2 separate regions of the Gossypium hirsutum genome follow, and region 2 is linked to region 1. The links are chromatin contacts, called in public Hi-C maps. All regions are on one chromosome and are shown on one strand. Each heading gives the region's core, a stretch centred on a gene start, on an enhancer-like site or on the middle of the called end of the contact. The rest is flanking DNA. Distances are from core to core; before and after follow the strand shown.

The links. Hi-C and Micro-C count contacts between places; a contact is called where the count stands out from the background.
Region 2: a Hi-C map of leaf shows a contact between it and region 1, with 7 times the contacts expected there. The contact joins the enhancer-like site here to the promoter of LOC121203108 in region 1. A contact is called at or near these places in 19 of 34 Hi-C or Micro-C datasets (anther, callus, fibers and 4 more).

What each region holds. Positions count from the first base shown.
Region 1 is chrA07:41,449,548-41,454,594 of Gossypium_hirsutum_v2.1, reverse strand. It overlaps LOC121203108 (ABC transporter C family member 5), which reads left to right and starts at 3,069. Exons shown (of 13, transcript XR_001698897.2): 1 at 3,069-3,489; 2 at 3,816-5,047.
Region 2 is chrA07:41,555,249-41,560,295 of Gossypium_hirsutum_v2.1, reverse strand. It overlaps LOC121232334 (phenylacetaldehyde synthase), which reads left to right. Exons shown (of 13, transcript XM_041118093.1): 10 at 133-197; 11 at 486-609; 12 at 1,556-1,693; 13 at 1,871-2,316. The coding sequence ends at 1,885. Among protein-coding and RNA genes, the nearest start is that of LOC121232333, 9.5 kb to the right of the region's middle. Within about 2 kb of position 2,770, at least 5 of the 9 cell types and tissues checked have an H3K27ac peak or open chromatin away from gene starts, as enhancers often do. A contact at or near this core is called in fibers, hypocotyl and leaf, where this site is marked.

The DNA.
Region 1 (5,047 bases), core at 1,820-4,319:
AATAATTTCTAAACAAGCAACAAAAAAATAAAATCAAATAACCATATGTGTTATGTTAGTCCAAAAAAGTAGTTGATAAAATACGATTACTAATAAAAATAATAAGAAAAATAAAAATCATATACAATTTTATCTAATTATTCTAGTACATATTCGTTTGATTATTCCCTATTTAATATTTAACATATGCTCCTTATCGTCACTTGTTGGTCGTTGACCAATTTCATCTTCATCATCTGAATTTGAATATGCATCATTAAGATTATCAAGATCTTCTTCTTCCATGTATTCTTTGAAGTATAAATCATCTCAATTTCACCTATGATTCAAGTATGGTCCAACCTTATTTATTATGTTATACTAAGTAATGTTGTTAATATGAGAAATATTAGATAAAAAAAACAAAAATAGTTCGTGAGCTGTCTATGGTGTTTGTGTGTGGCTCCATTCTCTCAAATGGTATCACACCCCACGATATCGTGCAAGAAAATTTTTTCTATTTGCATAATTAACATTGACCTTACAATATTTAAGTTCTTACTCCAAATAGTCTATAACTTTAATAATAAAAACTTATATAAACTTAATTAGAAGAAAGACTTAAAGTTATATCCATTTTTATAATACGTAAATTAAGTAAAAAATAATATAAAATTTATAATATATAAAAAAAGTTTTATAATTTGTCCAACACGTTCACAATACTTCTTATAAATAATATATTTTTTGCCATAACTTTAAAAAGTTTACATTTTATAAATAAGTTATGGTTAAAAACTATAACATTCTTTTTTATGAATAAGTATATTATTTTATAATATATAACATGGACAAATAAACAAATTGTCATAATTTTTTTTATAAATAAATATATTATTTTAGACCCGAACTTTAGAATTTTTTAAGCTACACAAATTATTTTTATAATATAAGAATTTTTTTATCATAACCATCCCAAACATTTATAAATGTTCCTACTTATAGTATAATTTTTTTATAACTTGTATAAAAATAATTTTTTTAAAATTAAATTTGTTACGTAATTACTCCAATTCTCACAAACTCTTAAGAATTGAAAAGTGTAATTAGGATACTTCAATTACACCAAATTCGGTGAGACTCATTAATTACAATGGTTATCCAAACATGCTATCATTGTGTAATTACAATGGTACATTGCCACTGAACTTTTTAGACTCCTCAAGCACAGTTAAGGGTTGACAAGTGCTCTATAAGAGTATAATTTAATATTAAAAAGTATTTTGAAAAAAAAAGAGATATATAATAATTCTTTAAAATTGCTTATAGAATAAAAAAATATATTACCAGTATACTTGGTATTAATTGTGTTTAAAGTATTATATATATATATATATATTAAATAATCATATTTTTGCTTTATATTTAAAATTATTAAAATTTAAAAGTGAATTTCAAAACCAAAGCTTATTTATGCCAAAATCATTAAATTAAAGAGTAATGACATTTACTTTTTTTGGTTTAGAGTAAACTAAAACTACCGTGCTAAATGCTAACTTTTAGCAAAATGAGAAAGAGAAAATAATTTATTTATTTATATTAAATTCTTAAAAAGAAAATGTGATGAAATGAAGGGTGAAGACAAGCCCTTCCAGAATCCACCACATGTGCTATTTTCCTGAGAAACAAACAAAAACTTTTTTTCATCATTCTCTTTTCCTTAGGAAACTGCCAAAGGAAATGCGAAAAGTGGTGTGTGGCAGAAAAAAGGACGCTAAGGTTTACAGTTTGGTCCCATGTACCCGACTCGACTGCTTAAGTGGGGAGCGGAGTTGGGTAATAATCTTTGTTTTTTTTACTTTAATTTAGAAATTTAAAGCATCATTACCCCCCAAAGCCTCCTTTTCTTGCTCGTTAATCCTAGGAAAACTCTTTGATTCTAAGCCAAAGATGATGATCAATCCCATTCCAATCAAATAATTTAGTCCTAAACTCCTGATTTTAAGAATTTTGAGATCGATGCGGGAACCTTAATTATTTTATTAATAATTGATTTGATTGTAATTTTAAATAATTTAAGGCATTATAATTGTAGGGGATAGACCCGATTAAACAATCAACGAAGTGAATAAAATAAGGATCGAAAATGTCAATCATGTAAATTTTATGTGAGAATAAAAAACAACAAATAAAAAGATAGTACAAAAGATGGAGAGAATTAAAAGAAAAATCCGAATCACCATAACAAAATTTTCTCAATCTAAATTATTTTTATTGTGTAAAATCTAGAGTAACTAAGGTCTATTTATAGACTAAAATTCATAGCATATATAACTATAACAACTCTTTAAAAAAGAAGATTAATAGTCAATTTTGATTTTTTAAAAAAATTTGATGACCAAATTTAACTTGAAAAAAGAATAAAAGTCAAATTGATAAAAATCGTTATAAAAATTAAAAAGATAAATCTCAAAATTATACATAAATTTTAATTCAATATGTAATTTGATACATAAATTTTAATTTGGAGCAATTATATATATGAAATTTTGAATCTAGTTCAAGTATACATAAAACTTTAATTTTGATTCAATCATATATATTTGAAAAAATAAATACATTAATTTATTATATTTTGATAATATATAAGTATAAAATGATGTTATATCAATAATTATATTTGGTAAGAATTGAATTAAATAAAGTATTACATATAAAATTATATATTAACTTTAAAATTTATCCAAAATAAAATAAAATAAAATAAAAATGAGATTTAAAAATGAAACCAGCCCCACCGCCATTGCCACCACATCACCACCTCAAACACAAATGAAAAAGTGGAAACAAACAAAAACCCCTTTATTTTTTATGTTAATTTCTCAAAAACACAGAGTAACGGTGAAAAGAAAAAGATGATCTAATGAGTAATGTTTTCTTTATTAAGACATTATAGGAGAAGAACCTTTTCATGATCTCATCAACACATCAAAATGTGGGCATTTTTTATAATCAATTAATTATTAATTATTATATATTAATTTGTAAAAACAACAAAACTAGAAATTAGAAGCCTTAATAACTAAAACAGATCCTTCATTTTTGTAGAAAGAGACCTCCCATACTTTCACACACGGCGATTACGACTTTTTTGCAGAGCTTAAAGATAAAAAAACACGACATTTTCTCTTTAAAAAAGAGGGAGACACTGGAACCATTTCTCTCTCTCTCTTTCTCTTCATATATTATATATTAACACACACATTTCATATAGGTTTTATATTTCTTTTTCTTTGCTTGTTTACGTTCTACATGCTTATAGGCTTATTGGGTTTAGGCTGCTCAGCATCTAATTCAATTCAAAGACGATTCGTCTGTATTTTGGAATGCTGGTGTAGGAGTGGTACTCCTTTTGTATATCACAAAAAAAGGGTTTGTTTCTTTTTTGGGAATAAAAAGAGGAGAGAGTCGGGACATCTTGTTCAGGTTGATCAGAGGACAAAAACCCAGGTTCAGTTTTATTTAATATTTTTGTTTCAGATATGGGTTTTTTTCTTTCATTTCTTTTCTTTTCTTTTTTTGCTTTTGATTTTTGGTCCCTTTATTTGTCTCCTTCGGGTCTCTCCACCAGATATCTCATATAGAGAGACACGAAAGAGAGAGAGAGTGTGTGTGTCTATGAGTTTGTGGAAATAAAAGGAATCATTTCTGTTTGTGTTTTCAGTCTTCGTTATCCGTGTTATAAAGAATCTATTTGTTTTCATGTGTAAGTCTGTAGATTCTATCTCTAAATAACCCTTTTGTTGTTGTGGTTTTGCCTCTTTCATTGCTTTCAGTTGGTGAGATGCCCTTCTTCACACGATTTGATCTCACTTCGTACTTGATTCATCGACATCATCGACAAAGCCGCCTACTCAGCTTGTTTTTTGGGTCTCTCTTTCACACGAAACTCACCCTTTTCAACAATGGGATTCACTCGTTTGCTCAATAGCATTGCGACTCATTCTTCTTCTTCACCAGCATCCGCCGGACAACAACCACATTTTTCCCTTGCGGGGACGATGCAAGGTTTGCCCATTTTGGAACTATCCTCCATTTGCATCGATCTCACACTTCTCCTGGTGTTCCTTTTCACAATATCTGCAAGGAAAATACTTGTCTGTGTCGGTCGAACTCGATTTCTTAAGGATGATTCTGTTGGGAATTCAAGCCCAATTAGGAGAAGCATTAGTGGTGATGCTGAAGTTGGAGATGTTGTTGTCGGCACTGGGTTTAAATTCTCTGTATGTTGTAGTTTCTATGTGCTGCTTGTGCAAGTTGTGGTGCTGGGATTTGATGGATTTGGTTTGATAAGAGAGGCTGTTGATGGGAAGGTTGTGGTTTGGTCTGTTATTGCCTTGCCTGCTGTTCAAGGTTTAGCTTGGTTTGTATTGAGTTTTTTAGCTCTTCATTGTAAGTTTAAGGTGCTCGAGAAATTCCCATTGTTGTTGAGGGTATGGTGGTTTATTTCTTTTGTGATTTGCATCTGTACCTTGTATGTCGATGGAAAATCACTTTTAGTGTATGGTTCGAACCACTTGACTTCCCATGTTGTCGCCAAATTTGTTGTAACACCCGCTCTTGCATTTCTTTGCTTTGTTGCAATTAGAGGTGCAACCGGTATAGAATTGTATAGAAACTCCGACCTTCAGGAGCCATTGCTTGAAGATGAGGCAGGATGTCTTAAGGTAACTCCTTATACTGATGCTGGGCTCTTCAGTTTGGCTATACTTTCTTGGCTAAATCCACTTCTTTCAATTGGCGCCAAGAGACCACTTGAGCTTAAAGATATTCCCCTTCTTGCACCGAAAGACCGTTCCAAGACAAATTACAAGGTTGTAAATTCAAATTGGGAAAAAATGAAGGCCGAAAACCTATCAAATCAACCTTCTTTGGCTTGGGCGATTTTGAGGTCATTCTGGAAGGAAGCAGCTGGTAATGCTGTCTTTGCTTTGTTGAACACGCTCGTTTCCTATGTGGGTCCGTATATGATAAGTTACTTTGTTGATTATCTGGGAGGGAAAGAGAC
Region 2 (5,047 bases), core at 1,521-4,020, 110 kb before region 1:
ATATTGAATTGGTGGTTTTGCCTCTTATTATTTGAGCAATGAATCAAACCTGAATAAATTAGGCAACTATTCTATTGCAATATCTATAATAAGTGTGTTTCCTTTTGTGCTTCACAATGCTACCAATTTTAGGCCTCTCAAGCAAACATGGTTGTAGATTACAAGGATTGGCAAGTTCCTCTTGGACGTCGGTTTAGGTATGCTTTTTGACATTATGCATTGAAGATATGAACATATTTCCATTTAAGATGAGCATATGTGCATATCGATGCAAAATTAGTTACTTGAAGGAAAGAGTTTTGTACACAATTGTAATTTTGTTCTTCCTGATGAATGTAAGACATATTCTCTGCGAGTTCTGTACCATATTTTGCTAACAAATTATGTATTTCTTTTTCTCAATAAAAACTATTAAATTAACGGAATAACTTTATTTATATAATCAACAAGAAATTTCCCCCAACTAATCCATTGCTTGCCTCCAGATCACTGAAACTATGGATGGTATTACGACTGTATGGCTTGGAAAACCTGCAATGCTATATAAGAAGTCATATCAAGTTGGCCAAACATTTTGAGAACCTGATTGCTCAAGACCCAAGATTTGAGGTTGGTGTGCTCTTTATGAAGTTGGTTGATTGGCCATACAAGCTTTTTGGTTTTTGTTTCTGCCTTTCTTCTATAAAACTAAGACTCACTTAAAATTCTTGAGTTTTCTATTTTCTATTATATAATTGATGTAGATCTTAACAACCCCTTGAGGATACATACATGAATATAGTCATTGCGACTGGAAATGATAGGCTAATGAGCAAAGTTTAAATCAAATGATCAAACAGTTGATGTTTTATGCTATAGATGGACCATTTTAAAATATTTGGCATTTGCATGCCTGAAAGTAGTCACCATGACTGGAAACAGTATATATGCTAATGGGCAAATCTTAAATGGAATGGTCAAACCGTTCATTTTTTATATTCTAGATGAATCATGCAACACCATTTTTTTATCTTAAACCAGAGTGTCAAAGCATGTGCTTTGTACCATGGCTCTATCCCCTATGAGCACCATCTGATGTTTTAAAGAAAGATCTTCATAATATTAATAATGAGCAGATACTGAAAATAAAATCACCCTAAAGCATTGGACAACTGGATGTACAGATGGCTCTGTTAACAATTGTTGATGCTTGCAAATTATTGCCTCTTCATTGGACACGAAGCTCATGAATATTATAATTAGGCTGACAATGTGAGACTGACAAAATGCTTCCCAATGCTTTCTGGAAATTGGACCGCCAATCTGATCTGATAATCCTGTATATAATGCTGAAATTGGAAACTAGTTTTAAGTTGATTTTGGCATGATATCTTGGTGTCCTTTTTTCTCTTTTTTGCATGTTTAATACAAGCTAACAGACAGAAGATAGCTTGGTCCTTCAGCGTAGGGAGTTTATGTCATTGATTTTTCATTTTCCATGCAAAAGTTGGTTAATAAAAATGAAACAAAAATGCAACGTTAGTGATGGATCACATGCTTTAATTCATTTGCGCAGGTTGTCACCCCCAGGATATTTTCATTAGTTTGTTTCCGCCTTCTGCCGGTTCGCAACGATGAATCTCATGGTAACAAATTGAACCATCAACTTTTAGATGCTGTAAACTCCACAGGGAGTGCCTTCATATCTCACACGGTAAGCTTGCCCATCTACAGTATATATATATATATATATATTCAAATCTGCAATATACATCTTTCTCGAGAAATATTAAAGGAATAATGAAAAAAAGGGGAAATGGATTTATGTCTTTGTTTAACGTGGAAGGCACACTATCTATCAATCAGTTATGATGACTGCAGGTTTTATCAGGTAAATACATACTAAGATTTGCAGTAGGCGCCCCATTGACTGAAGAGAAGCACGTGAATGCAGCATGGAAAGTTTTGCAAGACAAGGCCACTTCCTTACTAGCAGAATCCTTGTGATAAAAATTTTCTTGTGTTTAATGCATTGATGACCATCTTAAAAGGCCGTTATTGCAATCCTGTCATAATATATATTTTTCCTGAAATTGTTGGCTTTTTTTCTTTGTATTAATTATCAGTGACACCCCTTTGAATATTACATCACCGAGATGCATTTGTGATTATCCAATTGTCAGTCCGAGTCAGAACCCAGAATATGTAGCCGTGAAGGCTGAGTTTTTTTGTGGTTTGGGTGGGTGCTGGGTCAACCTCAACCATGGACTTCTAGCTCAGCATTCCATAAAGAAAGAAAAAGGGTTCTTCAATTGAATCCCCTTATTTGAAAATAAACACTACAACCTACTGTCTTCTTTTTGCACCACTCCACAATAGAAGCATGGGGAATTTTCTCTCTGCATATTTCATATCATGTTCATCAAGCATGTTTTCAATCATGTCGTGTCATGCTTATTAGACACGTTATGTTCGTATCCTGGGGGTGTTTTTCTATAATTTGTCAAATTATTTTTAATTTTTTAAGTATACAGATGGTTATTTGTTGCATGCTTCCAATCAATCCCTAGCTTTCTTTTTCTTCATGTTTACATCTGATTCCCAGTTTTATTTTTCCCTAATTGATACTTGTTATTGTAAACGACTATAGAATAGTTGAGAAAATAAACAGTATATGTATGAAAGGGTAGTATGAGAATACTTTGATTCTTAAGCATTATGATTCTGAGGAAAGAAATTATTGCAAATTATGCGAATGAGAAATTATGATATCTAAGTCAAAGCAAATGACAAAACAGAGTGGCCCCAGAGATGCTGTTTGTGAATATGTATGAGTTTGGGGAAGTTATGTACTCACAAGCCTAGAAAGTGATATGTTGGCCATGCATGCCAATGGAAACCAAAAAAAAAAAAAAAACCTATGCCTTTATTGGATTTGCAAATTTCTTTTACAAGTTCCATCAACATTTTGGAGTGTTTACATGTATTATATCATTTATTTTATTATGTTGATGTTATTCTTAATTGAATCATTAATTTAATTATTAAAATTATAAAAAATATATTTTTATAGATAAAATAAGTTAATACTATTTGAGAGTATGTTAGTTTTTTCATTTTAACAAAAACTAATAAAAATATAGAGATTTAAATTTGCATCAATTGAAATAGTAAATCTCTAAATTTATCACTTTAACAAAAATGTTATTTTAATGTGCTTTATACATTTCAATTTTAACATGCACAATTTATTACCTGTGTTAGTTGTATATATATACGATTTATTAAACCTTCAATTAGGTCATCAACTTGGTTAGTAAAATTACGTAAATACCATTTCTATAGTTAAACTATTTGAGAGTATATTAATATTTTTATTTTAAAAATAACCAATAAAAATATACATATGGTCATGCCAATTAAATTAGTAAAACCTTAAATTTACCAATCAAACAAAACTTCATTTTAATGTATTTTATACATTTCTATTTTCATATGCACAATTTATAATAATGTTGTTAATTGAGTTGGTATTACAAGTCAACTCAATGCTAACTCATAATTGATGACAAAACTATGATAAATAATCGTAATGTATTTACTATTGTTTATCTGATGTATTTATGTGTTTAAATTTCACACATATTACATACATGTTGTTATTATTATTAATTTCATACCTTTGTTTAATTATTTATTGAACACACACTTATATTGATGTGATAATATTTTTAATTCATATAAAAGGCTTTCCCAAGTAAATATTTCAATTACATTTGTATTTTTTAAGAATTTTGGGATTATATTTTTTGATATAAAGTTTGGGTAAGGAAGAGAAGAAAAGGATATTGGTGCAAAGAAGTAATTAATGGACCTAGGTTACGTACATTTTTCATGGTTGGATTCTCATTGTAAAGGTGCCTTATTGGAAAGGTGTTATTTAAGACCAATTTTATGTAATTGGAGAGTGTATTTTGATATTATCTTCCTAAGACTATTACCGCACGTTGCTTAATTTGATTATACATTAGAAGGTTAAAATTTAAAATTATACATCAATTTTGATTTAATCATATACATTTAAATAAATAAATATATTAATTTATTTTTATATTTGATAAATATAATTATTTATGTATGTAATATGTAAACATAAAATGATATTATATCAATAATTGTGTTAATAATTTATAAGAATTGGATCAAATTAAAATTTCATGGATAAAATTGCACAAAATCAAAGTTCATGTATACACTTGCACATTAAACCATAGTTCATGTATAGTTTTGGTATCTATCCTTATATTAAATTTTTTTTGTAAGAAAATAACAATAAAATTTAATAATTTAGTACAAATTAACTAATCAAAATAAATTTAGAGGAGAATTTATAAATGAGTTATACACAATGAGACTTGGACTTTGACCTTCAAAATTTCAATACCAACTTTTGCTAACATGATCAAAGTGTCAGTGGTGAATTTTTAAGAATACATGAGAATATATACCTTTCTTTGCATATATCAATTCTATTAGTCTATTTGTACAAAAAATTATAAGTTGATGTGATTTATAATTCTTTATTTTTTATAACAATAATTTATATTTAAATTATTTAAGATAATTTTAATAATAAAATTTTAATTTATTAGTAAATTGGCCCATAAATTACATCATGATTTTCAAATTAGTATGTAAAGTATTTTTCGTTAGAAATGATATTTAAACTATTAATTTTGTCTCATTTTATAAAAAACAATGTATGTTTAATAATAATGTGCCATTATTACGTTTTTATTGGCTGGTATTATTTTTAAATAAATTGAGACAATTAATAATCTGTATAATGTTTAATACTAAACCTTTTAAATCAATATGAGAATTTGGATATAGTTTAATGGTAAATGTAAGTAACTATGATTTTTTTTTTAAATTTATTTTTAAGCTCATAACATATTTTATAACAATGAAGTTGGTTAACATTTACTAATATATATTATACAATGCTTGAAAAATGAAAGTAATATTTTTTTAGTGTACTTAAGGTATCTGTCATGTCCGTTTTATG